Linked DNA regions of Mus musculus: region 1 is linked to region 2. The links are chromatin contacts, called in public HiChIP or PLAC-seq maps. All regions are on one chromosome and are shown on one strand. The core of a region is the stretch at or near the end of the contact, and the rest is flanking DNA. Distances in the headings are between cores, read along the strand shown.

Region 1 (4,229 bases), core at 1,436-3,935, 170 kb after region 2:
TGAGTTCAAATTGTTGGCACAAACATTGGGCAACATGAAGGGTTCCAGGTTTATCCACGAACCAAGACTATTGAAAATACTTCTTCACATTATACAAAATGGACTGATGGCTTTCATTTTCTGTCACAACTATTGGGAACCTAGTCCAGGGTGGTTTTGCACACCTCTAATCTCAGCACTTGGGAAGGAGAGGCAGGAGGATCAAGAGTTCAAGGTCAGACTGGACTATATGAGACACACACACCCCAATCTCAAAAAAAAAAAACAAGCAACAGCAACAAAACCCCAAATATTGATAGGAGCTGGAGAGGCGACTCAGTGGTGAGGAATGCATACTATCTTCCCAAGAACTCTGGTTCAGTTCCCAGCACCAGCATGGCAGCTCACGACCACCTGTAACTCCAGTTCCAAAGGACCCAACACCTTCTCTAGTCCACGTGGGCACTAGCCCATACACATTACATATATGAGTATACAGGCAAAACAATCATCCACATAAAATAAAAATAACTCTCAACACGTAGTGAACCTTGAGAGAATTTGCTTACATTCAGAGAGGTAAAGATGAAACACCCCAGGCTTCCCCTTTGAAGGAATGAATACGTTCTACAGCCTCAGAAAACGACAGGGGGCTCTTTTTCTTTGTCCTGACACTTGGATGGCATGCTGGAAAGACAGTTTACCTTGCTCAGGAGGAGTGCAATGGCATGCATAGGTACTGCATGCCTGGTTCTGTAGAAGAGTCTAACTAGCAAGCTCAAGACAGTCCCTGCTTTCAATACTTGCCATTCCATCACAGGTGCAGGCACCCTCCTGAATCTCCTGTTTCCCCCTAGTGTGCTTTGGTGACACTGACGTCCAACTTCTCTGAAGTAACTCAAACCAGCTAGACACCGAAGTAGCCCACAGCGATCCACTGTCAGCATCCTGATGATGCCCCTTTCTTTAAAAAAAAAAAGTTAAACAATAAATAACTCACTGTTGGATTCTATTCTGAGCCCTGATGTGAGTTTTTAAACCTAATAACATCCTCTTGAGATGTATTTGTGCATACCAAGTGTCTAATTCCAGAAAATGTATAATCACATCTCACGTTCACACTTAACAAATCGGTTTGTTGGGAGATTTATAACACATGAAAATTGTGTCATATTTACAACCCCCAAATCAAACCAAATAGAATGAATGGAATTATATTACAGAATTCTCATGTTATTCATAAAGTTAAGTATGATATTACTTCAACACATAACATTCATAAGATTGACATTGATATATAACCAATGATAGTTGGGTTATGATCATGTAGGGTATATATTATAGTCTTCAGACAGTCACAACCATCAAGAGCTTTAGCTAAAAAATCAGATGAGGAGACTGGAGAAAGAGAAAGAATACAGGTAGATGATAGGTAAATAATGAATGAATGGATGTATTGATGAGCATTCTTTTAGCTTAACCTTCTAAACAACACTCAATCTGAAGCAAAACAAGAGACACAAAACCCACTAAACCAGGATAGAAACATCAAATAATATAAGGTTGTATTCTCTCCAAAAACTGCAGTTTATGAGTAGAGAAAGGCCAGAGGGTTTCACATTCTTTTCCTTCACCTTTTATATATATATATATATATATATATATATATATATATATATATATATATATATATATGTGTGTGTGTGTATATATATATATATTCTTTTAGGTTTGCATATGCGTGCATGTAGGTACACGGGCTATAGTGTGGGGGCGGGGGGGAGGGTCAGGTGACAGGTTGCGCCTTTACATGCTGAGTCATCTCACCAGTTCCTATTTTCATTTTAATTGCATGAACAGCGCCTGAACAGTGGCACAATCAGGAAGAGAAGGAAGAGAGTCTACGTCCATATATAATGTCAGAAATGAAGTCTTGATTGGAAAAGAGTACTGGATGTGTGTATGGATTAGTATTTGTCGTAGTAGATGAAGCCCAGTGTTTCAGAGACAAGTCTACACGTGAACTCTCATTGCGACCCTTGGCTTCCTGTGCGACCTTGGATAGTTGCATCAACCCCCCAGAGCAGTTTTCTGATCTATAAATAGAGCCCCTAAGACCTCTCCCATGGAACAGTGGTCCAAATAAAATAAGACCCCAAGTATAAAGCTCATGTAACAGAGGACATTAAAAACGGCTCCATTTTCTCTTGGGTTAACTCTACAACTGCCTATGATTTAAAGCAAGGGCCAGTCAAGGTTTGAGTGGGTGGAAATGCCAACATAAAGAATGAGCTTTTCTGTTTTCTGTTAAACTCTAATCACTGTTCGTTGGTGTGTCTTGACTGCCGTACCAGCCCTTCTTGGGTGCATTGTTGCTTGTTTCTTTTCTGTTCTCCACTGTTTGAATATAACCATCTACTTTACATTCAGAGCATCCCCGAGTTTCCCCGGCTTTACCTCCTTCTCCATCTCTAGAATGGGGAGGGGGGATGCTTAGGAAAGAAAGAGGTGAGCGGAGTGGACACAAACCAAAATCAGCACATTACTTCTGGAAATTCCTCTCCCAACCATGAATGCATATCCCTCTAGTCTTGGCTTTGTGCAGTGTCCAGATGGTAAGGGTCTGTTCTAGATAACATTCTCTGGTGTGACACCCTACTGTCCCTAGCTTTCTGGTCCAAGTCCTGCTCTGTACTGTGCACAAAGGTCAGACTGAAGGAAGGTCTTTTGGGTCTCTGTGTACATAAGGCTTGGCTCTTTGCATAACAGGAGAGAGCATTCTTTCCAGCCAGCAGCACGAAGCTCCCCCCCTCACTTACAAGATTACTGTCACCAAAATGAAATAGAAGCCCAGGGCCAGCCTGTATGGGCAATTCAAAAGTCTGCCCAAGGGAAACCCATTCATTACATTAATGCTTTAAAAAAAAAAAATCTAGGGGATTGGAAAGAAAATTGCCAACCCTTCGCAATTCCATTTCCTGCCATAATGTCACCATGGCAACTCAGCTTCCCACTCGATCCTGTCTAGTCTGTTATATATGTGTGGTATGGAAGTGGGCTCCCTCACCTCCCCCAAAGTTGCCTGTGCCAAGAATCTGTCAGATGGGCGTTAATGTTACATGAGGTTGGAGAACAGCATTTTTTTTTTCTTTTTGGTCCAGGACTCCTTCCTTGTAATTGACACTTTACATACATACATTGCAAGTTTGCAGGGGTTGGTTTAAAAAAAAAAAAAAAGAATTCTTGTAACAAACAAACAAACAGGATCCAGCAACATTTGTGTAATTTGAAAGTGAGGAATATGCAAGTGTTTTGTTGGCAAGCACGTTATCCATAAAAGCTCTTTTATAAGCTTGCAGTATCCGGGTTTACAAGAAAGGAAAATCTTATTAGAGCAAATTCTGAGAGTTAGCTGATTGAGTCATGCTTTCCAATCTAATTGACCAACAACTTCCTCCAGTGAGAATTTCAGAGGGTTGGGATTTGGGGTGGGTTTTTTTTTGTTGTTGTTGTTTTTGTTTTGATTTTTTTGTTTTGTTTTGTAGTTGTTTTTAAAGGATGAGATATTTCAATAGTGTTTCAGCATTTAATAAAATGAATCCAAAGCAAAAGACGAAGCAAGACCTGTGAGATGACTCAGCAGGGAGAGCAGCTTGCAGCCAAGCCTGGCGACCTACATTTGGTCCCCAGGACCCACACGGTAGAAGGAGAGAGCCAGCTCCTGAAGTTGTCCTCTGACCTCCGCACATGCATTCCATGACACAAACACGCACACACAAACGAAGGAGGGCAGAGCGGAAACATCCTTTTTCAATCATGATCATCCAACTAGGAAATACTTGCATAATGATTAGTGTGAACTCAGGTGATGTGGCTCAGTTAGTAGAATCTTGCCTGGTATTTATAAAAGCCCTGAGTTAGATCCCAGCATCACACAGAAGGGATGTGTTGTCATGATAATCTCAGTACAGGAGGGTTAGAAGTTCAAGGTCATTCTTCCACCCTCATAGCAGGTTAGAGGTCAGACTTAACTACCCAATACATTGACTCAAAAACAAACTAACAAGCACTCTTGAAAAGACATCCAATCACTCTGTTCATTAACTTAGTAGTTGGGGGATTTTTGTTGGTTGGTTTTATTTTGTTGTTTGTTTGTTTTGTTTTCTTTTGGTTTTCTGATATAAGGCCTCACTATGTAGTCTAGGACAGCCTCAAACTGCCTTTTTTAGTTCAGGCTATCCCCATGCTTG
Region 2 (4,233 bases), core at 451-2,950:
GACATCGAACAGGCAGTTGGATTTTTGGGTCAGGAGCTCCAAGGAGGGTCCACACTGTGAGTCATCTCAACTGGGAGATAATTGACGCTGTGGGTGTGGATGAGGTGGCTTCGGCTTGCAGAGCAATGCGTGGGAAGAAAGGGCTCAAGATGGAGACTGGCTTTTTCGCGGTCCATGGGAAAGCGGGCTGCATCTGGAAAGGAAGCCGATAAGGACTGACCCCTGTACAGATGGGGTCCTCGGCGGGGTCCTCTGTGGAGTCTTCAGCAAGCTCTCCTGCTGGATCCTCTGCAAAGCTGCTTTCCAAACCTCTGTTGTTGTTGTGTTTTAATTTTTGCTGTTGTGGTTTCTTTGTTTGTTTGTTTGTTTTGTGTTGCCGTAGGGTCTCACATGTCCCAGGCTGGTGTCTATCTTGATCTAAGAATCACAGATGACCCTGAGCTGACCGTAGTGCCCACACTTCCCAAATGCTGGGATTACAGGTGTACTCCCCACTACCTGGTTTATGTAGCCTTGTGGATGCTATGTAAGCGTTTCCCAGCTGAGTCAAACCCCCAGCTCCTGCTTCAGTTTCTTCACGGATAAAAAACATTGCCATTTTATTTACCAGAAAAGATCTTAGCCTTACTATGAAACAAAACAAAACACAACACAACAACAACAACAACAAACCCAGCATGCAAGCGCGTTGATACTCTCCACTGTGGACTTAGTCAGGAGTGGCTCCATATCTTCTGGTCAGAGTAGAACCACTGGCTACAAGCGATGAGCCATATTCCGATAAAGCTATTATTTCCTATCTGACTGGCTCAATCTGGAGAGGTTAAGGTTTGGGTCAGGAAGAAAGTTTCACTGACCAAGTCCGGTGTGCAAAAGGATGTCATGGATAGTTAGGGCTCTGGAGAAGGAAAAAAAAAAAAAAAAAGACTTGTGTTTTAAGCAAATAAAAATGAATAAATAAATAAATAGAAACCAAGGTTCTCCTTCTGTAGGAGTAGTGATGTCAGTACACCTCAGCAGGTGGCTTTCCTGCCAGGTCCTCACACTGCACTCTCTGGAGATATCCCCCATTACTGCTGAGGACAGCCTCAGCTGAGGACAGCCCCATAATGAGAGCATCCTGGCAATGCCTGTTTGTTTTCCAAATGCCTTACTCTTGCTAATTAGCTAACGCACCAGTGTTATTAGCCCATCTCAGATGCTTGTCTTTACTGGGAGGATGTGAGTTAGTTATGGGATATACAGAAGCCTGGTGGGGGGTTGGGAAGGTGGCGGGGGTGGGGGTGGGGGTGGCAGTGTTGCACAATACTTCCACGCCATGTTCCAGTATGATATACATTGCCTGTTATTCCCTGGTGGAGCTGAGGGGTTGGCTCTCTCTTTTTAATCTCTGGGTCTCTTGTCACTCAAGTTATACTGGTCACAGGGACAGAAGTCGTCACCATGCAGAACTAATAATGAGTGGTTCTCAAGTCCGCAGCATCGGAGAGGTTGCTTCCAAGGACAGGGAGTGCCTGATTTTATTGCCTCCTACAGATTTATTCCAGAGAATCCAGGGATAAAATGGGAAACATTGTGTGGCTGGGTGTGCTGGGATATAAGTTGCCTGAGCAGATGGCTGTGGGGGTAGGGGCAGGAATAATCAAAAGCCATCGGTTTCCCTCCCTCCGCAATGCAGCAAGAGGTTGACAGGCTAGGGACAGTCTCGGGAGAGCGGCTCGCTCGCGATCCTTTCCTTCACCAGCAATAACCAGGTGACAGAGACAGAGCATGGGTTCCTATAAAAGCAAAGCGATGCGGAAATGCTTTTAAAAGGAGACATACACAGCCCCCCCCACCCCTTTCAGTCTTCAGAGTAATTTGCTAGATCTGGTGTGTCACTTTTCAGCAATATGACCTTTTCAGGCATTTAATCACATCTGAGTCTCAATTCACACACCATAAGACAGGATTTCTAAGACCCACCTTACTGGATTTGGGCACACATTCAATGGATAATTTATGTAAATCCCAGCGCTTAGCAGGTATTCCATATTAATGAGCGAGTGAGCAGATGTGTGAATTACCTAGCCTAGTGCCTGCCACCTAATAGCTGCTCACTAAAGATGTCTTTTGCTTGTGGTGGTGTTCCTTTTGAAGCCACTATGGAAGATCTGAAGATCGGGAATGTCTTTTGCCTTGTAAATGGAAGCTGGGGATTGCCCTTGCAAGCCTACCTGTAGATGCTTAGAGGCTGGGGAGATGGGCACACAACATCCACTCTAGCATCTCAGGGACAGGCAACCCAAAGTATAATATATTTTCAATGCTCACACAATTGTTTGCCACAAGCATTTATCACCTGATATCCACTGGGTCCTAGGATACAGAATCTGCAGATAAGCCTGTGTTTGTTTATCTCCTCCCCCTCCTCCTGCTCCTCCCCTCTTCCTCCTCCTCCTTCTCCTCCTCCTACTCCTCCTTCTCCTCCTTCTCTTCCTCCTACTCCTCCTTCTCTTCCTCCTTCTTCTCCTCCTCCTGCTTCTCCTTCTTCTCCTCCTCCTTCATAACATTTACATAGAGTGGAATGAATGGAATTTAAATGTACTATTTGGAGCAAGGAAGATGTCAAAGCTGGTTGAACATTTGCCTTCCAAGTGTGATACCCTGATGTTGATCCTCAGGACCCAGGTAGAGATGCTGGATGCATTTGCAGTCCTAATACTAGGAAAGTGAAGACAGATTCTTTTTGTTTGTTTATTTTGGTTGGTTGTTTTTTTGTTGTTTTTTTGTTTTGTTTTGTTTTGTTTTGTTTTGTTTTGTTTTGTTTTGTTTTTGAGACAGGGTTTCTCTGTATAGCCCTGGCTGTCCTGGAACTAACTTTGTAGACCAGGCTGGCCTCGAACTGAACTCAGAAATCCACCTGCCTCTGCCTCCCAAGTGCTGGGATTAAAGGCGTGCACCACCACTGCCTGGTGAGAGATTCTTGCTAGCCAGCCAGTGCAGCCTAATTGGTGGCTCTGAGCCAATGAGAGACCCTATCTTAAAAGAATCAGACAGTATTCTTGAGGGTGGCATCTAGGTAGTCCTCAGGCCCCCCAAATCCCTTTGGTTTATCTGTTTGTCTGCTAACAGATATCTAGGCTGTTTCAAGATTTGTTGTTACATAAAACTGGCATGAACACTCTTCTACAAGACTCTCTTGGACATAAGTTTCTTATATCTTCTGACAGCATCTAAGGATGAAGTTGCTCAGTTACAAGAGAAGGGCTTACTTTTTAAGTTAAAAACCCCCTGTGCTTTTCCCAAAGCCATTGTCCAGCCATACACTCACCAGTAACAATGTGTTAGGTTGTGGCTGCTTTCACATCCTTGCCAGAATTTGGTATTTTCAGTCTACAAGATTTTGTTTTTAATTGTGTGTCTGTGTGTTAGCATAGTGGGCTTGAGTCCAGGTGCCCTCAGAGGCCAAAGGCATCAAATTCTCTAGAACTAGAGTTACAGGCAGTTGTGAGCCATTCAGCCTGGGTTTAAAGAACCAAAACCAGGTCCTCTGGAAGCACACTGGGAAATCTTGGTTCTGAGCTATCTCTCCATTCCTCTGTCTTCTCGTTCTTAGTCTTTCTGGTAGATGGTGGTATTCTATCCAACACATGGCTTGCAATTCTCCCTTCTCCCTAATAATGGGGAGCAAAGTTGCATGCAACAACAGACTGTGAATATCCAAGATGGTGACTTTGCCTCTGAAATGCTAGGATGTAACTCTCAGAGACGTGGGCAAGTGTCGCCTCTGTGCTCCCTGGACAAGTGTCCTGTCCTCCCAGGACCCACAATGAACAGAACTCCTTATCCTGTAAATTTTGCTTATCAGACTCATTTGCAACTTATAGACACTGATCATTTGCTTGGTAAAGCTTTGAAAACATTCTCCCACAGTTGAGGCCTGTACCCTACTCATTTCATCTCTTATTAATTACAGTTACCTGTAAGATATAAATTATTATCATTTGGATGTAATATATCAATTGATTGACTGAAGCTAATTATCACATCCCCAGCTACAGATGTTTAATACTTACTGTGAACATGTTCAGATCTAGTCTCTCTTAGCATGTTCTCTTCATTCGCGTTTGTTCATTTTGTGTTTGTGTGCCTTATATATGTGGACACGTGTTCCTGGGTGTGTGCACAGATGCACACATGCAAGTTGAGGCCAGAAGCTAGTGTCAAACATCTTCATTTATCACTCTGAAA

Evidence for each region. HiChIP or PLAC-seq counts read pairs in DNA pulled down with a chosen protein or histone mark.
Region 1: a contact with region 2 is called in an H3K4me3 HiChIP or PLAC-seq map of embryonic forebrain, with 4 times the contacts expected there. The contact joins two enhancer-like sites. A contact is called at or near these places in 4 of 115 datasets of contacts at active chromatin or transcription factors (embryonic basal ganglia, embryonic forebrain, embryonic stem cells and 1 more) and 4 of 9 other capture datasets (adipose tissue, embryonic stem cells, liver and 1 more).

What each region holds. Positions count from the first base shown.
Region 1 is chr10:69,856,381-69,860,609 of GRCm38.p6, forward strand. All of the region lies in intron 8 of Ank3 (ankyrin 3, epithelial), which reads left to right. Among named protein-coding and RNA genes, the nearest start is that of Gm33416, 7.9 kb to the right of the region's middle. Within about 2 kb of position 2,686, at least 57 of the 459 cell types and tissues checked have an H3K27ac peak or open chromatin away from gene starts, as enhancers often do. A contact at or near this core is called in embryonic forebrain, where this site is marked.
Region 2 is chr10:69,689,236-69,693,468 of GRCm38.p6, forward strand. The region is part of intron 1 of Ank3 (ankyrin 3, epithelial); the gene reads left to right. Among named protein-coding and RNA genes, the nearest start is that of Gm33464, 130 kb to the left of the region's middle. Within about 2 kb of position 1,701, at least 36 of the 459 cell types and tissues checked have an H3K27ac peak or open chromatin away from gene starts, as enhancers often do. A contact at or near this core is called in embryonic forebrain, where this site is marked.